Regions from separate parts of the Mus musculus genome. Here region 1 is linked to region 2. Evidence: chromatin contacts called from public Hi-C data. All regions are on one chromosome and are shown on one strand. The core of a region is the stretch at or near the end of the contact, and the rest is flanking DNA. Distances in the headings are between cores, read along the strand shown. Region 1 overlaps Focad (focadhesin). Region 2 overlaps Focad (focadhesin).

Region 1 (4,035 bases), core at 789-3,288, 130 kb before region 2:
GTTAGATTACACCGGCATCAGAGTAGGTGAACTTTATTAATTTAGAGTTCATGTAATTTGATATAGACTGAATTAAAATATTAGCAGGTATTGACGTTACTGGTTTTTAGATTGTTTAAATTTGCTCACTTACATTAATATGAAGAGTGTGCTAATTTAAAATGATCAAATTATGTATTCATTAAGATCCATCAACAGGTCCTGGTGGTTGGTAACACTTGGGTAATTAGTTTTGTACAGTAATAGTGTAAGCAATTGACTTTTATTTCTTTAGTACTTTTCAAATTCAATCTTGTCTATCTTCATTATTTCTCATACTCTGGATTATTATTAATGACAATTATGCTGGTGGCAGTTTACTATTTATGTGTACTTCGTGGCAAATTGTATTTAATCTTTCATGGTAGTGGTGCATCTTTATCTGTGCTAAGTGCAATTATCATGGAGTTATCCTTCAGCTTGAGATACTGTGCATGTCGTGTTTTTATTAGGCCCCATGTTATTTATTAAGCATTTTCAGGTCACACATTTAATCACACAACATATGTTTATTGCAGCCCTCCTGTATGGTAGGTGCTGATAACATTGAGATGGAAGGATATTGTCTTGCACTCAGGAATGCTAAGGCTCAGTGCATTGATAGAGTCACTAAAAATGACTGTCCATACAAGACAGTACTTTGCACTGTGGCAGTAAATAAGCATTTTTGCAACACAGAGGAGAGTGCCCGTATGTTTCCCTAAAGTAGGGGAATGAGGAAACATTTAGACAGAATGCAGAACATATGCCAAGGCACTGATAGGTATCAGGTCACAGTGGGGTGGCAAGAGAGACATCTAGCCATTCTGAATTAACCTGGATACATGGGAAGAGGGAAGTTGTTCCTGAAGTGGATATAGCTGTTGAGAAAAATGAGCTCCTGAAGCCTTGAAGTTGGGCAAGATGAGGAAAGTTCTCTAAACCACCAGGGCAAATCAGACTTGGGGTAGATGAAGTGTTTATGATAGGATTTTAAAAGTAACAGTTTTGGTGGACACCCTGGTTTATATAAGGAAGAGAGAAAACACGCGGACCCTATAGTATGATAGGAACAAACCGAGGTGTCCAACAACTGCCGGACATCTCAGCCCTTTCCTCAGTCACTCAAGTGCAGATGCTAGGAAATGAGAGGATGGGCCAGGATGATAGTTCTCCAGAGAGTGACCAGGAGGCTGTGAGTCTTACACGTCCCATGCTCTTTGTCTCAACTTTAGTGACTGGGACTTGAACCTGCTCCTGTCTTCCTCTGATCTCTCCTTCTAGTCCACATTAAAGCACCTCGCTCACTTTTGAGGGACATGAGTGATAGAGTGATTAGTAATGATGCCCTTCAAAACTTAAAAGAGAGTGATGGCTGGGACTTTATGATAGTCTCTGGGTACTTGCCTGCCATAACTGTAATCAGGCAATCCATAAGAAGTCAAGAGGAAGTGACACTGAAGAGGAATATGTTTGATGCAAAAATATAAAAACAAAGCGTGTGTGTGTTTGTGTGTGTGTGTGTGTGTGTGTGTGTGTTTGTGTGTGTGTGATGGCTAGCTGGCTAGCACTTGTGATGATCAGCTTCCATGCACAGATTTTGTCAATGCAAAACACGTGTTAGTATTTCTTATAATAAAATGTGGGCAACTCAGGTGGGTGTTACTAAAAAATCCAGTGGGATGAAGCTCTCTAGGGGAATATACAGGGCTCTGTTCACAACAGCACGATTCCTAAGGATTGTTGAATGGATAAGGCAGACACCATTTCCCTGTGCCAAGTCTAATGAGACTTTCATTCTGCAAGTTTGGCTGCTGGCCATGGAGCAGTAGGAGGATCCCTCTTGGGCTGTGAGATGTACAGACACCTTCACCGTACTGACAGTGTGCTGACCCTGTTTCCCAAAAGAGCCCCTCCAGATGCAGATATCAGAGGTTTCTGAGGGGCTGGGGCAGGGTGGTGGAGAGATGATGACCAGACCTATCAGCATCAATTAGAGGTTGTAAAGTTAGGGGACTCTGGAGAATTCTGCCAGCTGTCACTACACTCTTGCTGGGGCTATGGGTTTAACCTTAGTAATCTCAGCAGCATGAGAGTGAGCATGTGGATGGATAGTCTTAGGCTTCGGCTTCTCTGGGCCTTGAATGATGCTGGCACATTTACTACAGCAGCCACTACCAGATGGCTGCTTCACACTTTTCCTTCGATTTCTCTGTTTATATTTTTGTGCTTTGTTGAAATTTACAAATGAGGGTCTCCAAATTTACTTTGGTTAAAGCATCTCAGCTATGTACTGTTACAATAGTGGTACACTGGAGTCATACCTTGATGAACGAAGGTGGATTCAATGGCCAGGTATGTTCTCTATGTCCCCTTTCTTACTCTCTCCCTTTTGAGACATTAGAATGTCACTCATGCAGAAAGGAGGAGTCTGGTATGCATTTCTGTTGCCTGGTTCTCAGTGCATCTTTGTAGCACTCATTGAATAGTCGATGAGTTCCTGGTTGTTTTTTGAAGTAGGAGAGGGCACAGGCAGTGGTCTGGAAAGTTCCTGAAGAAAGTTCAGGAATCATTTTTGAAACCGTAAAAAAATGGAGAACCAGGCATGCATATGTTATGCTGTCTTAAATCAAACTCTGGGTAAAGCTGTGGTGGCACATGCTGTTCATGAAAGGCTTAATGCAGTTCTCCTCATCGGATGAATTGTCTTGTTGTGCAAAAACTGTTATTACACTGTGTGTGAAACCAACCATGCTGCCGGGGAAAAAATTAAATCGCCTGACTGAGTGGTCACTTGTGAATAGTAACACAAGATCTATTGCCGTTATTAGAGACTCTGGAGGACATTCACCCTTTTATGGTCTTTCAACTGCTGGAGTGAAATATTTTAGTGGTAAATGACACCCTTCTGGGAAATCCCCCCTGAAGATTCACTCTCTGCTGTCTGTATATAGAAAAAAACGGTGGGAGTGGGGGAGCACTGGAGGCCAATCACGTTATTCCGTTCAGATTGCCTAACAAACTTTCCTAATTTGATGTGGTGTGATAACAGTTGCTTTTCAATGTTTCTCATTAGACCATTTTTAGTCAGTGTCCATTAGGGCCACACTCTGTCTTCTGTAACATGCCATGCACTTTCTGTATTCTTTTCTGTAGGGGGTGCATGCAAGCACAGGCGTAGACACCGGGCTGGCTGGGTTATGTACTTTAAGATACGATGAAGTGCAATGACTTCCTGCTTATTCTATTTGCTTTCTTTGTAAGAGTCTTTGATTATATATAGGACAGATTATGTAAATTCAGGTCTCAGTTCTGCTTGGAAACTGTGTTGATTGGTAAATCTGTTATGAAATATTTTTCAGAAGTGAATAAACAGTTATTGATCTGAGGTGTTCATAAGAGAGTCATTAGAGTAGGGACTGCAGCTTCTTTCCTTTGGCTAATATTCAGTATTATTCCTGTGTTTATTCATAGTTTATCACCACTCTAAAAATTTCTGCCATTTTACTAGATGATGCAGGTTAGCTTTTATGGGAACAATAAAGTTGTTAGGGATAGCATTGCAAGTAATTTGAATAAATTTTGTGTTTTGTTAATTTTGAAATCAAGTAGCTGACATTTTCTCCATTTCTCATTATCTGATCTCAATGCCTTTCCCCTCCTCCTTTCCTTTAAAGCTTTCTTACTTTATTGCCCAAAAGCTATGGACCAGTTAGAGTGGTGTGAATAGGGATATAAATTCTATTGGATTTCTCAGTGCCTGCTTTTGTTACAGGTATTTTGATGGGTTCATTAAAGCATATCAGTTGGAGTGGGGGCAGGGAAGAAAATGGAGTCGAGGAAAGGAAATATATTGTCATCTGAAATAATACATAGATATTTGAGCTTCACCTGGAAATAAAAATAATTTTATAGAACGGGAGATAGAAACTCTTTGTCAGGTTGCTAATGAGAGGCTTGACCTAGCTGCTGCAGCAGCAGCATCTTTGGGGATGATGAGAGATGCAAAATGCACTG
Region 2 (4,050 bases), core at 1,443-3,942:
TTCTGTCTCCCCACTTCTGATAATCATTGAATAAAATGTAGTTGTACTCTTGTTGGGAACAGGTAAGGACACACCTTTGTCAACTCTATTCACTTCATGTGCTCCAAGCAGATAAAGTTTACTTTGTGAGGATAGCATTCATTATTTAACAACAAATAAAAGGCTGTAAAATAAAGTTTAGATGCCAAAATAAAGTTTAGATTTGTTAATTTTTTTCTGCTATCATTTCACATTGTTCCTCATTTACAGATCCAACCTAATTTCCTTCCAGTGAAAGAGTGGGTTTCCATGGTGCTTAATACTCTCCTGGTCATTGTGGATAGCCATTACCACCCCAGTGGACAACTCTTCACCTGCTTTTATCATGTGAGTACAAGAACTATAAATGACCAGAAAGACAAGGGTTGACTATCCTAACATCCATTGCTCACATAGGTTTGAAGGTGTGTGTGTGTGTGTGTGTGTGTGTATAGAAAGTAGAAAGACTGGTGTGTAGGCTATAGGTTTGATTGAGTTGGTTTAGGATGTGTGCCACATACCAGTAATATGAAAGCTCTAGAAAAATTTTTCTTATGTATAGTCAGGGTCAAGGGCTACATTTGTAGGATAAGTGGCTCTTGGAATACATTTGGTCTTTTTTTTGTCATTGTTTATAAAATGAAAAGAATAACAGCATCCTCTGTAATGAATGCCTCATACCACCTCTTAGATTTGTGACCATTGACTTGACAGTTCACCATTGTCATTCTGGTTTTCCGTGTTTATGAAATAAAAGTAAAATTCCTCTGCTGTGCCTTTCTGACTCAAAGACTGTGAAGGTGAAATTAAGTTATGTGAAAGTATTGTATTTTCAAAACAGTGAAATTCTTTGTAAATACCAAGTAATCCTGTTGGTCACATGAAAAATTATTGCCACTCACATCTTCCTCTGTTTCATGATAACTGAAGCAATGTGAAATGCGCATCTTGTTGCAGTCTAATGCTCCCTTTGGGGTTGTGGAATTACTTTACTCCTGCAATGGTGTGTTATTATTTTGGTTTTGTCCTATAAGTATCCATTGCTTAGGAAATAAGAGAGATCACAGGTCAGTCAGCCAGGCTGCTGGGGATTGCCGTTGTTTAAAGGAAAACGTAGCACAGATCCCCAACTGTTGTGAAGATTATGGTTTTAGTCCCAAGTCCATTGCCCATGGTCTTCTCTGTAAATACTCTTGTTTCTTTTCACCCTGCCTTTGGGTGGACCAGGTAGGTATTGATCTGGGGCCTAGGGTCCAATGCTAGATTTTAACTACAGATTTGGACAAAAAAACAAAACAAAACAAAAACCAAAAAAACAACAACAAAAAAAAATAGGTAAAGGAAAACTAAATTGGAAGTTAAATTTTGTTCAGAGAAAGAATCCTCCAGAAAAGGAACAATTTGCTTAAATTGTTTTGGAGTATATAGAGTAACTGTGTGGGTCAGACACTCACCAGGACACACACTACATGAGAATCCTAGGCATTCTGCTTAGTCCTTATGAACCAGTAAGACAAACTCTTTATTGGCCAGTTCAGAATTTCTGCTTACCCCTTTAATTCTTTTTACATTATTACATATTTTAAGGACATATTTCAAAAGTCACTTCCTTTATTTCCCGTGTCATACGTAGCTGAGTCCATTTAAGAAGCATTGCCATTTGAAAATGTTGTATTAGTGTACAGTATGATGTCCTGTATGCTTGATGTGTATCCTTAAAGCCCTAGGGCTTAGGGAGCCAACACACAGGATTAAAACACACACCGTACAGTGCTTTGACTGCTGGGAATAAAGGCCGCTTCTATGGCATGTCTGGAAATCCCAAGTGGATAACAGTGAGGCAGATAGAGAGACTTTCTTCCCTACTTGAGGCACATTTACGAAATGTATAGCATGTGTGGCAGAGGGCTCTAACGTGGGACTCTTGCAGATGCTGTTCATGTTCGGCTGCTCTGTCAGTTTATTAGGGCTGTTGTTCATTTTCCTTCCCATAATTGCATATCAGAAGGCACATGTAGAGCCCCCAGTTTCCTTTTGAATAGCTGGTTATTGCTTTGTAACCAGAAGATTTTAGAATTTCAACAACTTCCCTCTTTAGTAAAAGGAATTAATCCCCTGTAGAAAATAGCCCATCTTTGGGTTGTGTTCCCACAAACAAACATTTGGGAGATGTGCCAATAGATCCTTGTGCTGAACTTCCACCTGTTCCTCCGCAGTGAACTTAACTCTTATCCACAGCCCTTCCCCTTTTCTTTTCTGGACGAGTCCTAGCTTTCTGAACAATTGTAATGTAGCACATCTATGTTCAGGCAGCTTTCCATTTGGCTTTCCTGTTATTTGCATGCAGGCTTTTAAAAACACTGAAACTGACTTTATATAGTGAGAGAATCCGCAGCCTTGAAACATGGGCACTTAGAATTCCATCTTAATTTCAGAGCACATTCCTCGGTAGTAGATGGGCACATTGACTGAAAGCTGGGTGTGCAAAAAGTCACAGTGAGAGTCTCCTTTATGTGCAGGTATAGGAGAAGCTCCCATGTGACAGATGTGCACCCTTTGTGTTTTAAAGCAAGAGGCTAACCCGATTTCTTTCTTTGCTTGCTCTAGAAGTCCTATTCTGGCGAGAACACAGCGAGCGCTATTGCGCGCTCTGCTGCCGCCACGGCTTTGTCTCTCCTAGTGCCAGTTTTCATTATCTCATGCAAAGAGAAGGTTGAGGAAATCCTGAACATGCTGACTGCCAGGTTACCTGGGAAACCAAGTGCTGATGAATCTCAGGCCGTGCAAATCCACATGGGCCTTGCGTTGGGGATGTTTCTCTCTCGCTTGTGTGAAGAGAAGCTCAGGTACAGTTGACTGAAGTATTGCTGTGTTTCCTCTTTGTGATTTAGGTGATGGGATGTATAGATATAGATACACACACACATACACACACATACACACACACATACACACACATACATGCAGGGACCTAAACATTGCATCTGAGCAGTATGTGCTTGCTAAACTTTTTGAAATGGTTGAATTTATTGCTTATTCTCATATATGGGTGAGTTTGACTGCCTAAAATATTACATGGATATTAGTATTCTTTAAGGGTTAGTATTCAAGTGACTGGTTACTTGAAAATCATCTCAGGCTGAGATAGTAGTACAAATGTATAATTAATAGGCATGAACCGTCTTAGAGGACTGTAAGTAAAGAGGAACTTCCCCCTCCCCCTCTCATTGTTGCTCCTTTATTGACATCTCCATAACCTGGGAAGAAACAACTGGGGAGTCCCATGTAGCAGAGAGGTGCTGAGAGTCACAGAATCACCCGGAACAGCATGTGCTCAGCTTTAAATGCTGCCTTTGTTCTGTGCCCTGACTACAGTTAGTAATCTTTAAAGAGTCCTAATCTGTGCATATTATGCTGGGTGCTTTATTCGGTTTGATTGCTCATTTTTCGGCTGCTAAGCATTATCAGTGAATGGTGCAAAAGGAATATGAAAGACCCAGGTGGAAAATTCCATTAAATGGGCAAGTTTTCTACACATCAATTAAACTATCTTAGCTTTGTTAATAATTTGTCTTTTCCCTGTATTTTATATTAAACCTTAGAATTTTATGCATCCAGGTTGATCGTAGTGCAGTCTGACATGAATATTTCTTTACTGTGGATATTGATGGTAGTGACTTGGACTTCAGCCGCTTCCTCCTACATGGGAAATAGGATATAGGGAGAAACATCTAGCTATGTTGTTAGATGTATTACACTTCCTAGTTGGTAGCATTTAGTGGTCCCAAAGAAAACACTGTGTTGTGGATAAAATGAATGATGTTACACAGCATCTAAAGTGCTCAATTTAAGTTTGTGTTTGTAATTTGCTTACCTTGAACAAACACTATTGTGTTTTGGGGGAGATTGCTAATGCTCTTGGGAATGGTATATTTCAAGAGGACATCTTTAGCTTCTGGAAGCATCTGTCAGACAAGTGGAATGACTGGCATAGTATCTGCAAATGAAAATGAGACATGCCCAGAATATTCA

What was found. Hi-C and Micro-C count contacts between places; a contact is called where the count stands out from the background.
Region 1: a Hi-C map of cortical neurons shows a contact between it and region 2, with 2.5 times the contacts expected there. The contact joins two enhancer-like sites. A contact is called at or near these places in 2 of 484 Hi-C or Micro-C datasets (cortical neurons and nephron progenitors) and 1 of 9 other capture datasets (liver).

The regions. Positions count from the first base shown.
Region 1 is chr4:88,207,628-88,211,662 of GRCm38.p6, forward strand. All of the region lies in intron 11 of Focad (focadhesin), which reads left to right. Among named protein-coding and RNA genes, the nearest start is that of Mir491, 88 kb to the left of the region's middle. Within about 2 kb of position 2,039, at least 25 of the 459 cell types and tissues checked have an H3K27ac peak or open chromatin away from gene starts, as enhancers often do. A contact at or near this core is called in cortical neurons, where this site is marked.
Region 2 is chr4:88,341,954-88,346,003 of GRCm38.p6, forward strand. It overlaps Focad (focadhesin), which reads left to right. Exons shown (of 44, transcript NM_001081184.1): 26 at 250-366; 27 at 2,626-2,864. Among named protein-coding and RNA genes, the nearest start is that of Hacd4, 95 kb to the right of the region's middle. Within about 2 kb of position 2,693, at least 17 of the 459 cell types and tissues checked have an H3K27ac peak or open chromatin away from gene starts, as enhancers often do. A contact at or near this core is called in cortical neurons, where this site is marked.